2 separate regions of the Mus musculus genome follow, and region 2 is linked to region 1. A link is a contact called in public HiChIP or PLAC-seq data. All regions are on one chromosome and are shown on one strand. Each heading gives the region's core, a stretch centred on a gene start, on an enhancer-like site or on the middle of the called end of the contact. The rest is flanking DNA. Distances are from core to core; before and after follow the strand shown.

Region 1 (5,230 bases), core at 1,854-4,353:
ATCTTGAGCCTGGGGTCTGCCACATAGCCAAGGCTGACCTCCAACTCATGATCTTCCTGCCTTGAGCTTTCAAGTTGTGACATTATAGGAATAAACAAGCCAGCCCAGCTGCGCTTGGGCTTTGTCCCAAGCCTGATAGGAGGCCCTGGAGGGATTCAGTGGGGGGAAGTGGGGTGTAATGGGACAGCCAGCTGAGCCCACTCTGGTTTAGGCCTCCTCAGCTGTGGCCCTGAGTACAACTTTCCCAGAACTGTGCCATCTTGGCAAGACCCCCTCCCCCCCAGGCAGAGACTTGGACCACACACACACACACACGTGCACACGCACACACGCACACGCACACACACACATACACGCACACGTCTGTTTCTTCCTACTCAATTTTGAAGCTTCTTGTCCTACTTGCTCATCTCAATCCAAGAACTGAGGGAATAGGATGTAGATTCTAGAGCTCTTCCTGACACTGTGGCCTCAGGAGAGTCCCACAACCTCTCAGAGTCTTACTTGCCTCAACTGGCAGACAGTAAGGGATAATTCAGTCCCATTGACTGATCAAAGAACACGTTGGTCACAAAAGGTGCAACCTCTCTAGGCACACACACTAAGCCAGCATCCTGAGGAGGCCATGAAGGCCATGTGTGACAGGGTAGTTGGGGCCAGGCTTAGCTAGACTGGTAAGGGCAGTGAGACACAGGGTGGTTGGTCTACCAGGAATCCTTCTCTACGGGAGTCCTGAACAACAGGGCAGCTCACCTTTTCTCAGAGTGCCTTGGACAGCAGAGTCGGTAATAGTCCATCTGGGACAAGACTGAGGGAAGAATGACCTAGTGGCTACTGTGCACTGACTCAGGCCTGGGCACTGAGAGAGCACAGGGGTTACTGAGAGGTTGGCTCTGTCAGTCATCTGGCCTTTGCCTTTGGGTAAGGCAGAAGCGGTTGAGATGAGGTGCTTTGGTTGTAAGAGGGACCAGCATTTTGCTTACTACTTAGAAAGAAAACTCTGCCAATCAAATGGTGACATGGTACTTGCTTGTCACTTAGAATTTTTATTTATTTATTTATTTAATTTTTGGTTTTTCGAGACAGGGTTTCTCTGTGTAGCCCCGGCTGTCCTGGAACTCACTCTGTAGACCAGGCTGGCCTCAAACTCAGAAATCTGCCTGCCCCTGCCTCCCAAGTGTTGGAATTAAAGGCGTGCGCCACCACTGCTCGGCTGAATTTTACGTTTGTTAAGAGAACTTCTGGAGCCCGGTGTAACCTAAGGCCGCATGGATCTGAGACAGGAGGATTTTCAGTTTGAGTCTGGATGGGGCTACATAGCCAGACCTAACCTTTCTAACTCTGGAAAGACCTCTTTTTAATTTTATTATACTGATTTATTAGGAGGGAGAGCCATCGCACAAGGCTGGAGGCCAGAAGATAACCTGCAAGAGTTGGTTCTCTCCCCTGACCATTGCAGGTCTCTGGAATTGGACTCACGCTGTTGTGCCTGGTGGCAGGAAAACCTTTCCTCGGTCAGCCATTGTGCCGCGTGGTTTTATGTGACCTTGATACAGTGTAGAGTGATCTGAGAGGAAGGAACCTCAACTGAGAAAACGCACCCCCCCCCAAGATCAGGCTGTTGACAAGCCTGTAGGGCATTTTCTTAATTAGTGATTGATAGAGGAGAGCCCAGACCATTTTTGGTGGTCCTGGGTTCTATAAGAAAGCAGGCTGAGCAAGCCACAAGAAGCAAGCCAGTAAGCAGCGCCCCTCCACGCCAGCTCCTGCCTCCAGGTCCCTGCCCTGTGTGAGTTCCTCCCTTGGCTTCCCTCAATAGACTGTGAGTTGGGAGATGTAAGCCAAATAAACCCTTTCCTCCCCACGTTGGTTTTGGTTATAATGTTTCATCACAGCAGTAGTAACCCTGACTGACCCAAGACAGCCATCTTATAGGCCACCCCACCCCACTCCCGAATTCTTAAAGATGAGATTTTTAAATCTTTGGGTTGCAGTTGCTGTATATTTGTATTTTGTAATTTTTTTTTTTTGGTCTGGGTGGTACTGAGGCCTCGCACATGCTGAACCCACACGTGACAACACTCCCAGACATTTTTATAGGTCTCTCTGTTGCCTCTGACTCCTTCTTTCCCTTTCTTTTCTTCTTTTTAAATTTTCTTCTCTATGTTTTTTTCCTCTTTTTGACATAAAGTCTTACTATGAAGCAAGCCTAGGCTGGCTCAGACTCACTATGTAGCCCAGGATAGCCTCTTAAGTGCTAAGAGTATAGGCTCGAGCAACCGTACCAGGCTCCTAGTGATCCATATATCTCTCTTGTTTATCCAGAAAAATAAAAACGCTGGGCCAGGTGTGTAGCCCATTAGTGGGTGCGTGTGTACCTAGCTTAGGTCCCCATTTCCATCCCAAGCATCACATGAGCCAGACATTGTGGGGCACACCTATAATCCTAGCACTTGGGAGGCAGAGGAAGAGAGATACAAGGCCATTCTCAGCTACACAGAGAGTTGGAGGCTAGCCTGGGCTGCATGGGGGGAAATGCAAAAGAGAGGAAAATACAAGAAGAACCTATTTAATAAAGAGTTCCCCAGACCCTGCAGCCACCATCCAGGTCCATCTGGGTCCCTTTGCCTTCTAGAGTCGTCATTCCCCATAATCCTCGCTTGCCAATGTGCACACTGGTTGGCATCTCTGTCAGGCGGCCTTTCTAGAGGGATTGCTCTGGGCCATCTCTTGATGCTTTACCGCTGCTTCTGCAGCTGCAGGGGCACATGTGTTCTTATCAATGGAAGGTTTCCAGAAATTGCTATGGTTCATGGCCCTTTGTCAAATGCCCTAATGTCACTGGAGATAAAACAGAAAAAGGTACAGCTATTCAGTATGAGCACAGGGGAAAAAATGATCAGAGCCAGCCAGTCACAGCCGTCATCTGATTTAGCCAACAGCCACAGTGGAGTTCATGATTCTAATTTCAATGACATCATAACATGGAAAGAGGCACAGCGAACTTTAAAAAAAAACATAAGTGCCAGCCAGGGGCAGCGTGGGCTAAATCTGTGACGGACTCTAGTTCACAGGCCCCAGAAGAGCTCGGCTCAGTGGCAGCCACTCCCTTGGCATTGCTCAACTCTCCCCTGACTCCTTGCAACCCAGGGCATCGCCCTCCTAGCAGGGCCAGCTTGGGTTTATGGCAACAATCGCTGCTCCTGCCAGACATGATCTCAAAGCCATAAAGAGTTTTACAGTTTCACTCTTCCCAAGATAAGGCTGAGGAGCCCTTCCCAAGGCCGGGCACAATCTCAGAGCTTAGGAGGAAGGGCTGGGCGTTGGGGACTGTACAAGTTTTATGGCTCCCACTTCTCTAAAAATACCACGTTCTCATAGCCTCAGCCTGAGTGTGCTGGTGAGGCCTCAGTGCCTGGAGTACAGTGACAATCACTCATTCCAGAATTCACTCACTCACTCACTCACTCACTCATTCACTCATTCATTCATTCACTCATTCACTCATTCATTCACTTACTCATTTGGAATGGTATATGAAACATAACAGCTTGTGGCTTTTTTTTTTTTTTTTAAACTGTGCCACATAGTACTGGCTATAGATTCAGGCAAAGTTGCTTCCCTTCCTCTGCATAATAAAAACTCATTTAACCTCCCAACAGCCTAATTGAGATCCACGTAGACTTGGGTGGTGTGTGTGTGTGTGTGTGTGTGTGTGTGTGTATACATAGCATACACTGTACAGCAGGAAAAAGCTTGAAGCTTTTTCTTTAACCATTGACTTCTACCCTGTCTGCTTTTGTTGGATTCTTTTCCCAGCCATCATGTAGTCTGGCCCAAGACAAGCCCTCGCCTTTCACCTCCTTGCTATCTACACCCATTTAAATGAGATCAAGCCACAGTTGAACGCCCCTGCCTCAGTCATCAAAATGGACCCTGCTAACTCTTATGTTTCTAAAAGTCTTGGTAAATGCTTAAAGTCTTGTGCTCACATCCAGTCAAGATGTCAAAGCATCCAAACTGGGTCCCCTGGGCACCTCCATTCCCAGCCTCTGGCTGCTTCATCTGCCCTTGTGGTATTGCCTTTCTTGAACATCTGGTAATTTGTTCTCTCTCCCTCTCCCTCTCCCTCTCCCTCTCCCTCTCCCTCTCCCTCTCCCTCTCCCTCTTCTTCTCTTTCACCTCCCCTCCCCCTCACTTTCCCTCTTTCTCTCTGGTAAGACTTCTTTCACTGTCCAGCCCCAGAATCTTGATTCACCTCCCACAGTTTCCTGAGTCCTTCCACAACAGGCAAATACCACCCTGCTCAACTTGATGTGGATTTCCCATCTCCAGCTCCAACATCCCCCTAGACTCAAGACTCAGATATTCAGTGTTTCTGTAGGCGGTTCATTGACATCTCAGGTAATACAGGCAAAGGTCAACTCAAATGGGTGGCTCCTCCGCTCTTCCTCCTACCATCCCTAGGAGCTGCCACCACCTGCTGTGATGGTTTCTCTTCCTTCCTCCACAACAACAGGTTCTTGATCAGTCTCCTCAAATATCCCAAAATGATCTTCTCTCATTTCTTCTCTGTTGGAGGTCCCCAACGCAGTCAAGTAACATCCATTAGCTACCTCTGCGACCTTAGCTCAGAAGTATGGGCCGGGCATTACTGTGTCTTAGATCCCACTGCCAGCAGCTTGCATCCCTAACTGGAGGCTCTAAGGACAGATACATCCCACCTGTGTTGTTGGCTGACTTTCAGCTCCTCATGGTTCTGGGACTGAGGTCACCATTTCCTTGCTGCTAGCTAGCAGGGGTCCTTGCAGTGGACCTCCCCCTTCACCATCCATCCCAAACTTCCTTTCTAATATGCCAGAAATTACTCTGTCTCCTTCAAGGGCTGACTGATGAGATCGGGTAGTTTTAGGACCTTAGTTAAACCTCTAAATGTCCTCACTGTAGGGCTAGAAAAGATGGCTCAGTGGGTGAAGGCACCTGCCATCAAGCCTGACGACCTGAGTCCATTCCTAAAGAGCCACACGGAGTAAGGAAAGAGCCAACTTCTGAAAGCCGTCCTCTGAATGCCACACCCACACCATGGCCATGTGGGCACCCCAACCCCATACACAAAGTAAACAAAATGTACTTTCAAAACTTTTCTTGTCATTGTCCTTGTTGTTGTTGTTCTTAGAGACAGGGTTTCTCTGTATAGCCCTGGCTGTCCTGGACTCATTTTGTGGACCAG
Region 2 (5,230 bases), core at 1,300-3,799, 140 kb before region 1:
ATGGGGTGGGTCAAACCCTGGGTAGCCCACACCATCTGCTGTAGCCTCTTTGCTCAGCTCTTTTCCATCGAGAACGTCAGTTCCATGAAAAGAGATTTGTGTCTGGATTGTCACTGCACCAGACTGAGAGGCCTGATCTTGGCAGCTGAGCCAAACCCACTCTGCTGCTTCCTTCCAAGATGCTGGGCTCGGCACCTGCTACAGAGGAGTGCGCTATAAATACACCTGGATCACACAGCTTTTCACCCGCCCACCTGCCCACCCACCCATCCTCTCCTCCATTCCCTATCTGTGGGATGACAGAGTGACCCCAGGGACTGCAGGGAAGGCTCTGACTGCCGGAGTGCTCCACCGTTGTTGCTCTCTCCAGGATCTGACACCAGAAGATGAATTACCTGCTAAGCCACCTGCTGGCCTCTCACTAGGACAGACTCCCTAGGGCTTTAAACTTGCTCTTGCTATGTCTGACCTTTGAGCCACCCTGGCAGAAAGCTGATGCTGTTGGCACTGCCAAGTCCCAAACCCAATCCTGGAAAGCACCCATCTTCATTCATCCTTAGGGACCATGGCTCCAAACACAGCTCTGGGGAGTTTCCAGCTCAACACACAAACACTCAAATTTACTGTCTTCCATGACTGTATTCTTCACACTATGGTAGCCTAGGCCTAGAATTACAGCTACTTGATGCCAAGGGAGGATGACCTTGGGTCCGGCTAGCCTGAGGTACATAGCAAGATGCCATCCCAACAGACAGACAGACAAGCATGAGAAAATGTTCATTTATGCTGGAAGTGAAATAAAATCATATAGTCATATATGAGTAACTTTTTTGTTTGTTTGTTTGTTTGTTTGTTTGTTTTTCAAAACTTCTTCTCTGTGTAGCCCTGGCTGTCCTGGAACTCACTCTGTAGACCAGGCTGGCCTCAAACTTAGAGATCCACCTGCCTCTGCCTCCCAGGTGCTGGGATTAAAGGTATGAGCTACTACAGTCTGGCTTTCCTCAAACTCAGGATCCTCCTGCCTCCACATCCTCCAACAAATCCTACCAGTGTGCACCAGGCCACCAGAGCCAGCAAGATTGATTTTTAAGTGTGTATATATATATACATATATATATATAATATTACTCTACATTTTTGAGACTGGGTCTCATGCAACCCAAGCTGGCTTTGAACTCAAAACATAAACAAGGCTGGCCTTAAACTCCTGATCTTCCAGCCTCTATTTCCCAACTGCTGAGATAATATGTACCATACCTGACTTACCTTTTCAATCTTCTTTTGGGAAATGGCTTTGTTTTTATTATTATTATTATTATTAGTGCTGGAGATGTGACCCAAGGCCTTCTGCATGCTAGGCAACTGTTCTATCATTCAACTACACTCTAGCCCATAAGTTATCAATTATGTGTGGATGAGAAATAAAACTCAAAAGGTACAAATGGAAAGATGCAAGGCCTGGGTGTCTCCACCTACTCCAGACACTCTCCCTCAGCACACTATATCTTGGGTCCTTCCAGAAATGTCTGTGTGATACACAAAACCCCTCCCTTCTTTCTTATGTCTTTTGTAAAGAAATTTCTCGTTTGTCCATTTCTTCATCTATTACTGTGTGTCCATGGCATGTGTGTGGAGCACGATGCTTCTATGGAGATCAGAGGACCTCTTTGGGGAACCTTTCTGTGCACTCTAGGGTCTGAACTCAGGTTGTCAGGCCTGCGACGCAAGAGCCTTTCCCCCACTAAACCATTTTGCTGGGCATCTCTCCTTTTCTTTTTGAGAAAGGGTCTCACACTGTGGACCAGGGCTGGGCTGGAACTCACTATATACCCTAGGTGGGCCTCCAACTCACAGCAATCCTCCTGCCTCAGCTTTGCAGATGCTCAGATTATAGGCATGCACTATCATGACTGGCCAAAACTTTTTCTTTTTCATCTTGCTTTTCTTCATCCAAGCATATGTCTTAAAAACAAATCCAAATTACCCTGAAACTCTGTGCAACGATTATATCAAAACACTACAAACATATCCAAAGTCCACCCAGCCTTCAGCTGCCGTTAGCAGCTGCAGGATCCTCTGCGGGCAGGCACAGCTGCAGACTGATTTAATTACCCTCCCCAAAGACCTGGAGTTTCTTCCCTTAAAAGCAGAGCGGCCACATCAAAGGCTCTGTGCTCTCAGTCCAGAGGCTCTTTTATCTTCCCTCCCATTTCAAGCCACCTTGTGCTGCTAAATCAAGACTTGAGTGGACCACGCTCAGCCGCACAAGACAGACCTTATTATACAGATTCAAGAGTTTAAAGACCACTTTCATTCTTCTGTAGTCTCCTTCACCGAGAGTGAACACCATTGCTCTTGTCTTTGTACCCTCAAGGCTGTTCCAGTGCCTGCACGCAGTGGGTACTTCATACTTACTGAATTAAAACTAACTATTAATAGCCTAAGTCCTCCTCCTGAGTGGCCAGGCTGGATCACTGACAGCACACTGTGCACACAAGTCCTCTAGCCTCCACTTGAGAAATGAGGAAATTGAAGCTGGGGAGTGGAGTGACTTCTCAGCTCATCCCCGTTCCTCTCAGCTGGCCGGCACCCACGCTGTCCTTCACACTCTCCACCTCTCTGTCCCATGGCCTGCCCATCCACTCGCTCAGCATCGACTCTCTCGTGCAGAGGTGAGACACCTGGGTGACACCATTAGGAACAGCAGCAGCATCTTCCTTCCTGGGCAAGGAGCAACCTCAATTGTTGCCTGAGAGAAAACTCTATGGCCCTCAGCTCTGGCCTCCCCTTAGTTTCCTCTCTCACAGGACTCACTTGGGTGCATAGGCCTAAGCACCCTGGTCTCCTAAACCTGCCCTTTTCCCACACAAGCTGGCCTAACTCTACCTCTGGCTCCCCCTCAGGTCCTCCTCTGTTGGCAAGAGGGACACTCAGGAAAGTAGTCAGGCTTGTGGCGGCACCTGACTCAGAACCGTTCAATGAGAGAGTAAAGCAAAGCTGAGTGTGACTGTGCGTGCCTGCAATCCTAGCACTCAGGAGATGGAGGCAGGAGGATCAAAAGTGTAAGGGCATTCTTGACTATACAGTAAATTCAAAGCCAACCCGGGCCACAGGAGACCCATAAAGTGCGACACGCACACTGATCTGCTCATATCAACTGACACAAGAATGTTCTTGATAAACCGTCACCAACATGGGGGTCTGTGTTGCTCGGCCCTGGCCCACTGCACATCTCCAGCAGAGAAGCAGTTTGGATGCACTCAGGAAATGACAGGGCCTGGTCCATAGCAGGTGCTCAACAATTAACAAAAAGTTATGGAGAGTTAAACTGAGAGGCTCTCCAGAGAGAGAGTCCATCTAGAAAAGACTGTTGTTACTTGGAAAAACTAAAGCTCAAAGATTGCTAGAGGGTCACCTTCAATTCCAGGAGGCAGAGGTAGGTGGATTTCTGTGAGTCGGAGGCCAGCCTGGCCTACACAGAGTTCCAGACCAGCCAGGGTGACATAGTAAGACCTGATCATAAGTAGTAACATCACCACCACCACTACCACCACCCAAGGTTCTAGACTCCACAGGCCCTATTGCCTAGTGCAGAACTCACTGCTATCACCAGTCCCTGGTGACATCACCAGTTCAGGGACTGCAGGTGTGCTGTAGGGCAACTCATCTAATGCCTCTGTCAAGCCAGCCTCCCCTCTTACCGCCTGGGACACACTGGCCATCACCCTTTGCCCCTGCACTTGGGAATAACCAAAGCACCCTGAAGTTCATGGGCTGAAGTGAAGATGAGGTGAGCATATGGGCTCAGAAGGGCTGGAAAGTTCCATGAGACATGAGAAGCACCAATTAATAAACCATTACTGTGCCCCACTGTGGCTGAGCTATCAGTAAACCTTCCCTTCTGACATTTCACTTGGCTCCTTTGTTTACTCTCTCTCTCTCTCTCTCTCTCTCTCTCTCTCTCTCTCTCTCTCTTTCGTTTTGTTTTTTGAGACAGGGTTTCTCTGTGTAGCCCTGGCTGTCCTGGAACTCACTCTGTAGACCAGGCTGGCCTCAAACTCAGAAATCCACCTGCCTCTGCCTCCCAAGTGCTGGGATTAAAGGCATGTGTGACCACTGCCTGGCTACTCTCTGTTTAATGGTGCTGCAGAGAGCCAAAACCCTACCCCTCCTCCTGTGCTTTCGCTGCTAGGTGAACAGGAATCCCACCAGTTGGCATCCTGGCCAGCATGGGCACTATTTACCTGTGAGACCTAGCTCAGAGGCTGCTGAACTGCTCTAGACTCTAGGGTAGAGGGAACAAGGGATGGACCCTGTGCCACAATAGCGCTAAAAGTCTGACCCTACCCTCACGGTCCTCAGACTCCCAGAACCCCCCTCCTCTCCTAGCTTCCTTTTTTCCATCTGAACAATAATGGAGTCTGATCTCTAAGTCTCTTCCAGCCTGGACATTTCATTGTCTATGGCGCCAGAGATGCCAGGCACCTTGTCAGATGTGAGGTGCACACTGGAGACAAGATTTACAATCTGACACAAGAAAAAGCACTGCATGGGTATGTTAATCGACCATGGCAGATTCTAATACTGGCTATGGAAGGAGAGGAAAGGCTCTCTCCAGTGGTATATGTGGTTCAGTTAAAGGTGGGAAGGTCGCCGGGCCGTGGTGGCGCTCGCCTTTAATCCCAGCACTTGGGAGGCAGAGGCAGGCGGATTTCTGAGTTTGAGTCCAGCCTGGTCTACAAAGTGAGTTCCAGGACAGCCAGGGCTACACAGAGAAACCCTCTCTTGAAAATAACAAAAAACAAAACAAAACAAAACAAAACAAAAGGTGGGACGGTCAGAGAAGAAGCTTTTCTTTGAAAAGAAAGAAAGGAGGGAAAAGGTGGAGAGCCAGGCGTGGAGACATCTGACTATAATCCTAAACCTTGAAAGAGGCATGAACACTCCCAGATGTTCATGGCCAGCCTGGTCTACACATAGAGTTACATAGGAAGACCCTGTCTCAGAAACCAGATGACCAAACTAACAACCCTCCCTCACACAAAATGAAGGTGGCAGGGTTGGAGAGAGGCTCAGCGGTTAACAGCAATGGCTGCTCTTCCAGAGGTCCTGAGTTCAATCCCCAGCATCCACGTGGTGCTCACAACCATCAACAAAGGGGTCTAATGCCCTCTTCTGGTCTGTGGATATATATGCAGCAGAGCACTCAGACGAAGACGACGAAGAAGAA

Evidence for each region. HiChIP or PLAC-seq counts read pairs in DNA pulled down with a chosen protein or histone mark.
Region 2: an H3K27ac HiChIP or PLAC-seq map of acute myeloid leukemia shows a contact between it and region 1, with 2.4 times the contacts expected there. The contact joins two enhancer-like sites. A contact is called at or near these places in 1 of 39 promoter capture datasets (second pharyngeal arch cranial neural crest), 5 of 15 datasets of contacts at CTCF or cohesin (CD8 T cells, the G1E-ER4 cell line, the NIH/3T3 cell line and 2 more), 63 of 484 Hi-C or Micro-C datasets (B cells, the C2C12 cell line, CD4 T cells and 36 more), 14 of 115 datasets of contacts at active chromatin or transcription factors (the 230-238 cell line, the HPC-7 cell line, acute myeloid leukemia and 9 more) and 2 of 9 other capture datasets (embryonic stem cells and embryonic tail).

The regions. Positions count from the first base shown.
Region 1 is chr2:163,578,369-163,583,598 of GRCm38.p6, reverse strand. No RefSeq gene overlaps it. Among named protein-coding and RNA genes, the nearest start is that of Ttpal, 21 kb to the left of the region's middle. Within about 2 kb of position 3,103, at least 50 of the 459 cell types and tissues checked have an H3K27ac peak or open chromatin away from gene starts, as enhancers often do. A contact at or near this core is called in acute myeloid leukemia and bone marrow-derived macrophages, where this site is marked.
Region 2 is chr2:163,713,945-163,719,174 of GRCm38.p6, reverse strand. The region is part of intron 2 of Pkig (protein kinase inhibitor, gamma); the gene reads right to left. Among named protein-coding and RNA genes, the nearest start is that of Gm16316, 24 kb to the right of the region's middle. Within about 2 kb of position 2,549, at least 75 of the 459 cell types and tissues checked have an H3K27ac peak or open chromatin away from gene starts, as enhancers often do. A contact at or near this core is called in acute myeloid leukemia and bone marrow-derived macrophages, where this site is marked.